Linked DNA regions of Zea mays: region 2 is linked to region 1. Evidence: chromatin contacts called from public Hi-C data. All regions are on one chromosome and are shown on one strand. The core of a region is the stretch at or near the end of the contact, and the rest is flanking DNA. Distances in the headings are between cores, read along the strand shown.

What was found. A called contact is a pair of places that touch in the nucleus more often than the background predicts.
Region 2: a contact with region 1 is called in a Hi-C map of tassel, with 3 times the contacts expected there. The contact joins the promoter of LOC100278262 here to the promoter of LOC100191596 in region 1. A contact is called at or near these places in 2 of 25 Hi-C or Micro-C datasets (ear and tassel).

What each region holds. Positions count from the first base shown.
Region 1 is chr1:86,777,661-86,783,831 of Zm-B73-REFERENCE-NAM-5.0, reverse strand. LOC100191596 (tetracycline transporter protein) reads left to right here and starts at 4,554. Exons shown (of 14, transcript NM_001137026.1): 1 at 4,554-4,772. The coding sequence starts at 4,581.
Region 2 is chr1:87,024,191-87,030,492 of Zm-B73-REFERENCE-NAM-5.0, reverse strand. It overlaps LOC100278262, which reads right to left and starts at 4,424. Exons shown (of 8, transcript NM_001151594.1): 1 at 4,219-4,424; 2 at 4,045-4,121; 3 at 3,893-3,934; 4 at 3,144-3,185; 5 at 2,496-2,579; 6 at 2,248-2,335; 7 at 1,738-1,835; 8 at 1,107-1,649. The coding sequence starts at 4,396. The coding sequence ends at 1,629. It overlaps LOC103637617 (putative magnesium transporter MRS2-G), which reads left to right and starts at 4,131. Exons shown (of 4, transcript XM_008659876.3): 1 at 4,131-5,091; 2 at 5,212-5,657; 3 at 6,294-6,302. The coding sequence starts at 4,674.

The DNA.
Region 1 (6,171 bases), core at 3,305-5,804:
TTGAACCCATCTGTGGCCAACGCAACACGTACATTACGAGCCTCTTCGGCTTTCTCACGGTGAATGTCATCAAAGTGTTTCCATGCTTCACCATCTGATGCGTGCACCATCTTGTCAGGATTGTATCGTTTTCCATTTTTGTGCCAAGTCATCTGTTTCGCAGATTCCTCTGTCATGTACAGACGCTGGATCCTCGGTACGAACGGAAGGTGTCGTAGGATTGTCAAGGGGATGTCGAGCTGCCTCTTTTGTCCATCACCAGAGTCTACCTCCATAAACCTAGACGAATTACACTTGGGACAGTACTTTGCCTCCGCGTATTCTTTCCTAAATAGCACGCAGCCCTTCGGACAAGCATGAATCTGCTCATACTTCATCTTGAGTGCACGAAGTAGTTTCTGTGCCTCGTACATGCTCTTTGGCAGAACGTGATCATCCGGAAGCAGACTCCCAATAACCGTCAACAAGCCATCGAATGCGTCTCTACTCATGCTGTACTGCGACTTGAACGCCATTACACGCCCAATGGCATCCAGTTGAGAAACCTTTGTCTGGCCGTGAAGGGGCTTCTGTGCCGCGTCGAACATGTCGTAGAACGCCTTTGCAGTCGGCTCTGGCTCGTCATCCATACATCCTCCCGTGTACTGTGCCTCCTGATAGTCGTTCAACATATCCGCTACCCCCGCATCCGCGTCATAATCCTCGACACGTTGTCTCAGCACCTCCTCTCTCGTACGATGCGCTTCACCATGAAATATCCACCGAGTATAGCCCGACGTAAATCCATTCTTCCAAATATGTTCTACCATGGTCTTCTTTGGTTTTCTTTTCCGGTTGTCACATTTGCTGCACGGGCATGGGACTAGACTCGCTCCTTTAGCAGCTTCGTCATATGCCCGTTCCACGAAATCATCGGTCTTTCTAATCCATTCAGTGGTGACATTGTTCCTTCCTCTACGGCCCGTGTACATACACTCACGGTCCTCCATCCCCTAACAGAAGCCTAGCAACAGAAAATTTCGGCAGCACCTCCCCTGCACGGGGAGGTTTCGAAATCCTGCAAATAAAACTATCAGCACGATGGCTGTCTTCCACGCATAATTCAACGGCACGATGGCCAGCAATCACACATATATATATATATATATATATTCAATCTATGCATGTTTTAGAGTTTGGCATTCTTTTTTTAATCTACTAGAAAAAAGGTTATCCACACAATGCAAATTCTAAGTACAGAATGGCTAGATATAATATAGCTCTAACTATCCATCACATTATCAATCACATGCTCAACAAAAATAAAGAATGATTTACCAAACGGCGGCGTGGTGCCGGGCGCGACGGCGGTTGAGGGCAAGGCGTGGGGACGACGGTTGAGGCCGGGTCGCGGCGGTGGTGGTGACGGGGCGCAGCGTGGCGGTGACGGGGCGCAGCGGCGGTGTCGGAGCGGTGGGCGGGCGAGGGAGAGGGGCGCGGCGGCGTCGGCGGGCGGGTTTGGCGAGGGGCGCACGACGCGGGCACGACGAGGCAACGGCGCACGGCGCGGGCGGGCGAGGGGCGCACGACGAGGCGGCGGCGCACGACGAGCAGCGGGTGACAGAGACGAGTGTGAGGAGAGGAAGGAGAAAGGAGAAGGCGCGCGGGGCGTTTATTTCTCCTCTTTGCCGAGTGCCCGCGATCTGGCACTCGGCAAAGATTTTTTTTAATTTTAAAATATGTTTTGCCGAGTGCTAGATCGCGGGCACTCGGCAAAGGCGGCTTTGCCGAGTGTCAACTGACAGGTACTCGGCAAAGATTTTTTCTATGTTCTTTGCCGAGTGCCAAGGGGATAGCACTCAGCAAAGAAGATTCTTTGCCGAGTGTCAACCGACTGACACTCGGCAAAGCTATCTTTACCGAGTGTCATAATTTAACACTCGGCAAAGTACATTTTTATTTTTTAAATTTTGGCAACCAAACTTTTTGTGGTATGTTCCTACACTATGTAGACCTACATGTACCATTTTGAGACAATTAGAAAAGTTTTTTCTATAGCTAGTAGATTTAGTTCGTTTATTTGAATTTCTTCGGAAAATTCACAGTTGAACTGCAAGTCACTCGAAACTTGGAAAACTGTGCATGCAAACATAATAAATATGCTATTTAGCACAAGTTACGATCGACTTTAGGAGCGGACCGGAAACTTCGAGCACCATGCTCACTCAACATGGCCATGAACTTGTTATCCAGTTGTTTAAAAATTGTATAAAACACAAACAAAGTCAGAAAATCATGAAACTTGTCCACGTGTCATGATATCATATGTATAGGCTGTGATAAAAAATTTAGAATGTTTGGAGAAAGTTGTGAGACACTATGTGTAGAAACCTAAGAGATCCACATGAAATAACTCTTAGATTTCATGTGGATCTCTTAGGTTTCTACACATAGTGTCTCACAACTTTCTCCAAACATTCTAAAATTTTTATCACAGCCTGTACATATGATATCATGACACGTGGACAAGTTTCATGATTTTCTGACTTTGTTTGTGTTTTATACAATTTTTAAACATGTGGATGCCAAGTTCACGGCCATGTTTAGTGAGCATGTTGCTCGAAGTTTCCGGTACGCTTCTGCAATCGGTCGTAACTTATGCTAAGTAACATGAATATCATTTTTTCATGCACGGTTTTCCAAGTTTCGAGTGACCTGCAGTTCAAATTTGAATTTTCCGAAGAAATTCAAATAAAAGAACTAAATCTACTAACTATGGAAACTATGTTATAATTGTCCATAAATGATACATGTAGGTCTACATAGTGTAGGAACATATATACCACAAAAAGTTTGGGAGACAAAATAAAAAAAAATGAAAATACACTTTGCCGAGTGTCTGGAGATGACACTCGGCAAAGAGGGCTTTGCCGAGTGTCTACTACGTGGCACTCGGCAAAGAAGCCTCTTTGCCGAGTGCCAGCCGTTGGCTCTCGGCAAAGACTGACGGCCGTCAGCTCTGGGACGGCCGCTGACGGCCCTTTGCCGAGAGCCCCGTTTGCCGAGTGTGTGACACTCGGCAAACTTGTCTTTGCCGAGTGCCTACCTGTGCCGAGTGTTCAGCACTCGGTAAAGGGGCTCTTTGCCGAGAGCCTAACTTTACCGAGTGCCCGACAAAAGGCACTCGGCAAAGAATACAACACTCGGCAAAGCCTCGGATTCCGGTAGTGATTTTAAGTCATTCCAAGATTTTTGGAGAGTCAAAGTTTTTTCAAGTTTGACCAAATTTATACAATGAAGTAATAACATTTACGATATCAAATGTATACAATTAGATTCTGCATTAAGTATATTTTCATACTATATCTATTTCGTGTCATAAATCCTTATGATTCTCGCTATATTTTTTGTCAAACTTTAATTTTTTTTTACTCTCTGAGAATTTTGAAATAACTTATATTTTTGGACGGAGGGAGTAATAAAAAAACAACACCGGTTCTCTATCATACACTGAGACGATGCTTCTGGGTAATATATATACAAGCATGCATACCGTCCTCGTGGACGCGTATATACGTATCATGTTCCAAAGGAACCAAAAGCAGGCTAGTACGTACGACCGCTGATGGTCTCTCCACCGAATATATATCAACCCGACAAGTTAAATATGAAAAAGGAACACGAAGAAGGTGATCGAAAGGCATGCACCACCACCAGCAGCGCCATTTTTTTTCTTTCGTTCTTTTCTCTGAATTCTTATATTACGTGCATCGCCTTGCATATATATTGCTTTCTACCCTGTCTTTTCTTTTCCTTTTTCCCTCTCGCTACTGATCCTTTTTTCTAATCTCCTCGTCGACGGGCTAACCTTGAAGAAAAAACGCTACCCCACAGATCCGATCCGCGATATCATATATATATATATATATATATATATATATATATATATATATATATATATATATATATATATATATGTGTGTGTGTGTGTGTGTGTCCACGGCATGCAGCACCTTTAGATCACCTTGCTTTAATTTTCTTCTCGGCTAAGCACATCGACCGAGACAGCCGGTCGACGATGGAACTATCTCCTCTCCGAGACATCTGAGACGTACGTACGTACGCTTATATAGCAGCTAAAGCCTGTAAGCTACTGTAGTCGCCGAAAATAATTCTGGCCGTCGAAAATTCTCTGCAGTCATCACACAGCTCGCTTTCCACTAGTTGAGGATTTTTCTGTAGAATTGTCTACTCTTCTAATTAACTTTTTTTCCTGAAATCCTTACCAAGACCATACATACATACATGTAGGGCTTGTTCGGTTAGCTCTCAATCCATGTGGATTGAGTGGGATTGGATGGGTTTGAATCCCAAACAAGTCAAACTTCTTCTCAATTTTTTCCAATCCCATCCAATCCATGTGTATTGGGAATAACCGAACAAGCCCGTAGGTGGGAGTGGGAGCCCAGACCCCAGACACATGGAGCAATATCACCTGCAGAAGGGGCGAATGGATGGACCCAGCCGGGCTTATATTAGTATCTGCAGGAGGAGGGCAAGAGGGTAGTAGAAGAGAGAATAGCACAGGCTCAGAGCAGCATATGAAAAATAAAAAGAGAGAGAGAGAGGATCGAGTGATGGAGGGTCTGGGGCACCTGCTGCTGTTCGCCTTCCTCTTCTGGTTCTCCACCTTCATGGTCGCACCGGTGATGACCGACGTCACCATGGCGGCGCTCTGCCCCGGCCGCGACGAGTGCTCCCTCGCCATCTACCTCACCGGGCTCCAGCAGGCGGTAACATATATAAGCTCCCTCTAGCTAGCTAGCTCTCTCTTCATCCTTCTCCTCCCTGCAGCTAGCTGCTTCCCCAAATTCACACTGCGTCGTCTGCATGCTTGCTCACTGCTGCGTCGCCGTGCCCGTGCATGCATGCGGCTATTTTGGTTTGGTTTCCTTCCTCATCAATGGCTTTAATAACTAGTGCACTAGTTCAACCTCGGACGACTTCCTCTACCTAATAAGATAGCAATCGATCGATGAATAGCTGCTGCCTGTCTTTTTCTTTCTCTCTTTCCTTTGCGTATACTTCCTAGTTCCTCCTTCCCTCCATCCCTCCGCGAAGAGAGAAAGTATATATGCATACTCTTGTAAAATATCACCACTGTACTCCAAAAAAAAAAGGCAAAAAAAATTGAGGTTCATTTATTTTAGAACAGATTATTAATAGCACGTAGGGCCGGTACCGGGGCTGGTGCTAGCTTGTTCGTCTTCGTTCTACTGAGCTGAGATTTTTTTTTAAAAAAAGGCATTAAATTAAATTCGGCCCATGAGCATGGAGATTTTAGGAAGTGCGCATGCAGTGGCATGGACACCACCTGTCCCACGCACAGACCAGCTCGTGGGTGGGGTGGCTGCTGCCGAGTACTAGTATACGCTCAGTACGTACGGTTAGTGTCCTGGATTACAATCGTCAATTGGCAGGGAGTGCGTGAGAGAGCGTCGTCTCAGCTGACTCCGATGCGTGCGGTGCGTTCTCCCCGGGACCTCGGTGAGCTTTCATCAGTGTCGCCGTCGCGCGTCGTCGCGATATGGACATATTGGTGATGGCGCTGTAACCGCCGTGCCCCTCGATAGAGCCCTGCGGAGTGGCCGCGCGCGCGCGCGGTCGTGGTAACGTACGTCACGCGGCCGCCCGAACCCCGGCCACAAACGTCGCACCGACCACCGTATACCCTCTTTTTTCCTTTGCCATTTGTTTGTTCCCTGGCCGGCGGCCTGATTGATGTCAAAACTCTCCAAAGCAAAAGGGGGCACCCGTACACGTCCCGAAGCTGGTAAGAAATGGCGGTAAAGAAAAAGTCGTAGTCAATAAAGAGAAAGCGTGGAAGGAAGGAGAGATTATATAAAAGAAATTAAAAGAACAGTGCGGCGGTGGTAAAAAAAAAGGTAGCAGTAGCTCCAGTGGATGTCAAATCTGCCGGAAAGGCGAGACCGCGCATGCCATCGTCCCGCCACCGCGCACCAGTAACCCGCGGCTGTCCAGTCGCTCTCGGTCTATCGGACTTGGACCACAGTCCACTCCACTGCCAGAGTGCCCCTTCCACCACTCGATCCCGTCGGCACTACCCACTGTACACAAATGCTGGCGCAGCCACTGTATACACGCATAGGCGCAGCGCAGCACAGGGCGCAG
Region 2 (6,302 bases), core at 3,175-5,674, 250 kb before region 1:
ACTTGAAACTTGGTTGTTAGCTCTATATCCACACTCATCTAACCAACAAAACACACATATTTTTGTGTTTTGTTAAAACAAAGTTTACTCATATGATATATAAAAATCGTAACAATGTACAGACATCTAACTAATACTATATAAAGCACCAGTTTCTATAGTTCCATGGTTTCTACCGCCATCGTGCCTCCACATTAAATGTTATATAGTATATACACAAATAGAGGTTCTAACCATGATTGGTTTCAAACCCACATTTACACTCAGAAAAAAAACACATATCTTTATATTTTATACTTTATACTAATTATAAATGGAACCTACAGCACGAGCACTTTGCTAATTTATATAGAAACACCGGGTCTCTAAACCGTCTCGGACGACCACATTTTATCTTCTGGAAACGACAAAATGAATAGTATAGTATCGTTTTCGTACTAGCGCGCGTTTTAATTTTCTTTGCCCTAGCAGCTTCTTCGGAAAGCATGTTCTTCAATTTTCATGAGATACATACTGTACACTTCAGTCAGCGCGTGTCGTTATTGATGTGTACTGTCTTTTGGTGGCCCCTCAATTTTCTCTTCCGAAACAACATAATAAAGAAAAGGATAGTGTCGTTTCGTACTAGCGTTTTGATTTCTCCTAGTCCTTCCGGCTTCTTTGGAAAGCATGTTTTAATTAGTGTCCATAAATATATAATTAGTGCCTATTAACATGTAATTAGTGATTATTAACATGTTGTTAATGTGTTTTAAATAATTTTAATATGTAATTGGTGTCTATTAAATAATTTTAATATATAACTAGTGTCTATTAATAGATTTTTAATTTACTTAATAATTTTTTAGCTCATCAACAAGTATTCATGTAAATAACCAAATATCATCTCAAATGAACTAGGCTGAATACATAAAAAACCAAATATAAGATGTTACATGTTCTCAGCTAGATTTATCAGAACCGGGCTCACTAGATACGGACCAGACTTAGCCATACAACAATCAATCAAGCCCTAAATATTTAAGAGTGGTTGCAAGCTTGCAGCGGCAACGCTGTAGTAGGCCATAAAGTAGTAGGGAAAGAAAAAAAACATTTTGAGACCATCATTGGGAATGTCTCAAAATATTTATCTCAGCTTTGTTTCAATAGTTTCTGGTAGCCAGAAGCCATAAGATGTTGACCTGGCGTTTAAAAATCTGGACAACTGACTTTTGAGTAAACAAATAAACTAAAAGCTATAAAACACGCTGAGAGAAGCCTCTCTAGATTGTTATGTACTGAAAAGCTAAATAAAATATTATAAAAATCAATAGAAAAAAGTCAACGGACAGAAAGCCCCCAAAGTCCAAAAGCTGGCCAGTCATGAGCAACTTGTTGGTCACTATAAACTATATTATATGTACGACATACAGTAAGTAGGAGCTCAAATTCTGGAGGTGACCAGATGGAAAAGGACCCGTATTTATCAGAAGAAAAATTAAACTGATGTTTCTTCTGCAACACTATCTTGAACAGTTTTTTCCATACCCAGCTTCCTGTTGCGGCAATTTGAATCAGATTTAGATGCCATATATCAGAATGCAAAGTGACAATTTTCTTGATAGGCATGTCCGTGCTTCAAATTCTTCTCATTTGGAGTCCTTTCCTGTCTGCAAAGCGTAAGGGAGGACTTAGCTCAGAACACGAAAAAACAGAATGATTACTATGATGTTGCTTAGTAAAAAAAACAGAGCTAACCAGCATCTCATGGTCTCCCATTATTTCCTCGATCACTTCGCCGAGAACCTTCTCTGCACTGTTAGGGACAAGCGCAGCAAAGGCAGCTGCTTCCAGCCCTGAAAAATAAGTAAATAAAAAAGTGTCAGTTTTACGAGACCTGAGCTTAAAGCGTTGAGGTTCTGTTTATTTACTTGATTACAGAGTTTCACCTTATCTATTTCATCATTTCATAATTTAAGAAAAACTTTTTGTTAGAGTGGTAACCAGTTCAACCTAAAAATTTAAGCTATTAGATGAAAGTAGACAATCCAATTATACACTTTAGCACCTCTACTCACTCACGTGCAGCCAGAGAGAAATGTGGAAATAAAGGGACGAGAATACAAATAAAGCCTCTTCCATAATTCAAATTCGAGACAGGCTTTGATATCATATTAGAGTGGACATACTAACCTGTTCAACCCAAAATATTAAGTAGTTAGGTAAAGATAAACAATTCACTTATACACTTTAACACCTCTAACTTACCGGTTTCTGGGAAGGCGTTGATGAACATCATCATCTCCTCGCCAGTTAGACCAGAAAATATGCATATCCTTGGCAGTGGTCCTGCAATCTGTGAATTGGACATGCGCCATAGCTAGAGTTCTAGGTAAAAATTTAAGAGTAGGGGATAAAATACCACTTAATATCCGTAAACTAAATTCTTTGCACAGGTATATGCACTAGCATACTAAAGGCTAAAAAAAATAGGTATATGCGTCTTTGATGCAAACCTTGACAGCTTCCAAATCAGGCTGCTCAGTGTGCATGGCATCCCATAAGGTTTGCTTTGTCATCTCCTCTGTACAATGGATCACCTGAGTCAAGCTAAAAGTGTTGTAAGAACAAAATCAAACAGACTTTGATGAACTTTCAGGGTTGCTTCTACCAACTAAAAATTGCAATCACACTAAGGACAAAAACAAGAGAAAGGCAATATAAAGAATACTGGTATAAAGTGAATTATATTGCTAGTGACTTAGTGAGTGTACTGTTGTTGACATTTTTTACAACACAGCACGAATAAAGTAAAGCCTTGTCCATTGAACTCAAATTTATTTCACTTTTTTTCTTGTTAGAGAGTGCACATATTTTTTTTCAGTTCATGTACCATCTGCAATAACGTATAGCAGAATTCTCCAACATTTGCTCATCTCGTTCGAGAAAAAAACATATAGTAGAACTAATTTTCTCTATCATAGAAAACTGACAGCTAACCTAGGCAGAATAATAACTTATCAATGGCAAAATTGTAAAAGATTGCTCTAGTTTGCTGACAGTATATGGAATAAAAAATAAACAAGTGACTTGATCACTCTAATCAACATGTATATGGATAGAGCATTCTTGCATATGTCAGTGACAGCCGATGCATGACTTGCCTTGAGGAATTCACCTTCAAGCTCTTTCAGGAAGGCCTGAATCTGCACAAATTGTGGAACTCACATAAGTTGGAACTGGCAGCACAACACAATTTTTTTACTACTGCCTATGTCACTAAATGCAAGACATAATATTTTTTCTACAACTTCTTTAAACATGAAATGTTCAGGTTTCTGAGCAGATGCCTACATGACAACATGAGAAATTTGGCACCAAAAAGTACACCTGGGGCATATAGAGTATCTAGAACTTGGGTACACGATATACAGGGAGGCCATGTGCTTGGTGGAATCTAACGAAGCACAGCCCTATGTGTGATTGTTTTCAACTGTACTACCAAATATCACTCCCTCTGTCCTGAAAAGAATGCAGTTCTAGCGTTTGACCAAGTTTATACGAAACATCTAGAGTTTATCAAGTTTATACAAAAAAACCTCTCAATATTTATGATATCAAAAAAGTATTATTAGATCCATCATCAATATATCTATTTGGTGTCGTATAGGAGTATTCCAGTACTAAGTATGAATTTCGTCAAACTTTAAATGATTTGACTAAAAGTACAGAGCTAGAATTGCATCCTTTTCAAGGCGGAGGAGGAGGTAGTATCCTTTTTTTCTTTTTCTTTTTTTTCCCTAAAACAACTACTGAGCAGTGAGCGCCACCATTGAAGCGTTTTGGTTCATTTAAATGTAATAGTGCAAAAATGGAGAAAAATACTAATGCTCTGCACATTGACATCACTAACCGTGACAGTTTCGCCTTTCTCAAATCCGATGAGCAGTAGCGCCTGAAATCCACATATAAGAGCATGATATACTGTAATTTCAGTGTTTCCACGTAGTCACATGACAGGCATGCAACGATTTAGAACAACTGCGTCTGCGAGGCGCAACTCACCGGTGGGCCGTACATGGGATCGTCCGCGTTCAACGGCACAAACTTGGAGTCCTCTTCCATCAGCTCGGCCGGAGCTCCTGAGACGCACGGGTATCATCACACAAGTGAACCGAAACCGAGTACTGCCAAACTAGCTGAAGCGCGCAGCCTTCGCCACCACACCAAGCATCTTACCTTCGGGGGGCAGCGATCGGAGCGGGCCGCGCCACTGGCACCATCGACTCCTCAGTGGCGGCACCGAGATGGAGGAGGGATCGCTCGGCACCCGCGCACGATGAGGGGAGGTGAAAGCACTGGAGAGTGCGATGAGCGGGCGCGCGAGCAAAACGGCGGCAGTGGGTGTTGCAGCCATCGGCGAGAAGGGGGAAGACGAAGATATTATCTTCGCTTCTGGATAGTGGTCTCTCTTTCGCGGCAAGCGCCAGCGCGGCAACTTGGCGCGTTGACGCTGCACGCAATTTCAACCGTCCGACCAGCATCCTAGGGCTTCCTCTCACGAGCGGTTGGCCCTGACCGGCCCACTCGTCTACCACAGATTTGGAGTTCGACCACGACGACAGAACCCGCCGTCCGACCCATTCACCCCCGTGGACCGTGCCGGTGCCGCGGCACGCCGCCGCCGCAACGCCATGGGGAAGCGATCCGGCGGCCGGAAGCTTCCGTTCTTCACCAGATCCTCCTCGTCCTCCTCCAAGCGGAATCGCTCCGGGCGTCGCCTCCCTTCCCCCTCCAAGCAGGACAACGCGACGAGGGCTCTTCTCGCCTCCCCCACCGCCGCCTCGCCGTCCGCGACCCCGGACTCTGCAGCGGCGGGGCAGACCGCCCAGCCGCCCTCTCCCCTCTCAGTCACCGCGGGCGCCGGGGGTGCCTTGTCGGGGAAGATCACCAAGAAGAAGCCCGGCGCGCGCCTGTGGATGCGGCTGGACCGCTGGGGTGCCTCCGAGGTCGTCGAGCTCGACAAGGCCACCATAATCCGCCGCGCTGGCCTTCCCTCGCGCGACCTACGGATCCTTGGTCCCGTATTCTCTCGCTCCTCCAGCATCCTCGGTGAGCACACCCCCTTCTCCCTGCCCTATTTAATATTCGGTCCTTCTTTTGTGGTGATAAAAGCAAGAAGACGCAAAACTTTGGTATTGTACAAGTAATTAACAACGATTTATTCTGCAGCTAGGGAGAAGACAATGGTGATCAACCTCGAATTCATCAGAGCGATAGTTACTGCCGAGGAGGTGCTCCTGTTGGACCCTCTCATGCACGAAGTGCTCCCTTTCGTTGATCAATTGAGGCAGCACCTGCCTCTGAGGAGCCTTGTGGGTGGGAATGGTGAATGTGCCCCTGATGGCAATGGAGAAAAACAGGGGGGCTCGCATGGAGGCCAGGTGCCCCGTCTTAATGAGGCGACCGGGGCAGAGCATGAGTTTCCATTTGAGTTCCATGTGCTGGAGGTCGCGCTCGAGATTGTGTGCTCATCGTTGGACCTTAGCGTTGATGACCTTGAGAGGCATGCTACTCCAGTGCTTGACGAACTGACAAAGAATGTGAGCACAAGGAACCTTGAGCGAGTGCGGAGCCTTAAGAGTCATCTTACCCGTTTGCTTGCCCGTGTGCAAAAGGTATCATTAAAGAAAGACTATGTGTGCTTAATTCCTCAATCTACCTGAATTTGAACAGTGTATAACCATGGTTGTTTCTTATTGTCGCATGTCAATTTTGTTGATCAAAAGGCCATTGCATTATATTACTAAGATAATCCTAATTAATTGGTTTCCAACAGTCTATTCTATTTGCAAAAATGGAGGTATGGTTGAGTTCTTCAAACAGCCTGTATACCTTGCCTATTTATGACTGTGCTGCTTAGATTGCCTCATGATGTGAATTGTTGTAGTTTTAGTTGCTTTGTGCATAGAGTCACAAACGAATCCAGCTTGACTGTTTGCTCTGATCTTCTTATCTGTCTTTATGCTCATGCAAAAAGAATTGCTTGATGTACTTACAGTTGTGTATCCATGTGGATTGGTAAAGGAGGCATGATTAATTTTAGCTGCAGGAAGACAAATAGAAATAAGCCATTGCAATTTGGTTTTTGGTATAAACTGTAGGGTTCTTTTTCGTTCTCTCTTGAGCTTATTGTTTACATCATATTGTGGTGAGCTGCTGAGTGTTTCTGTTGTGCTTGTGAGAATCTTGGTAATATTTCATATGCTGCTGTACTGGGATCTGTTATGTATTTTTGCATCATATTTTATCAGGTCAGGGAT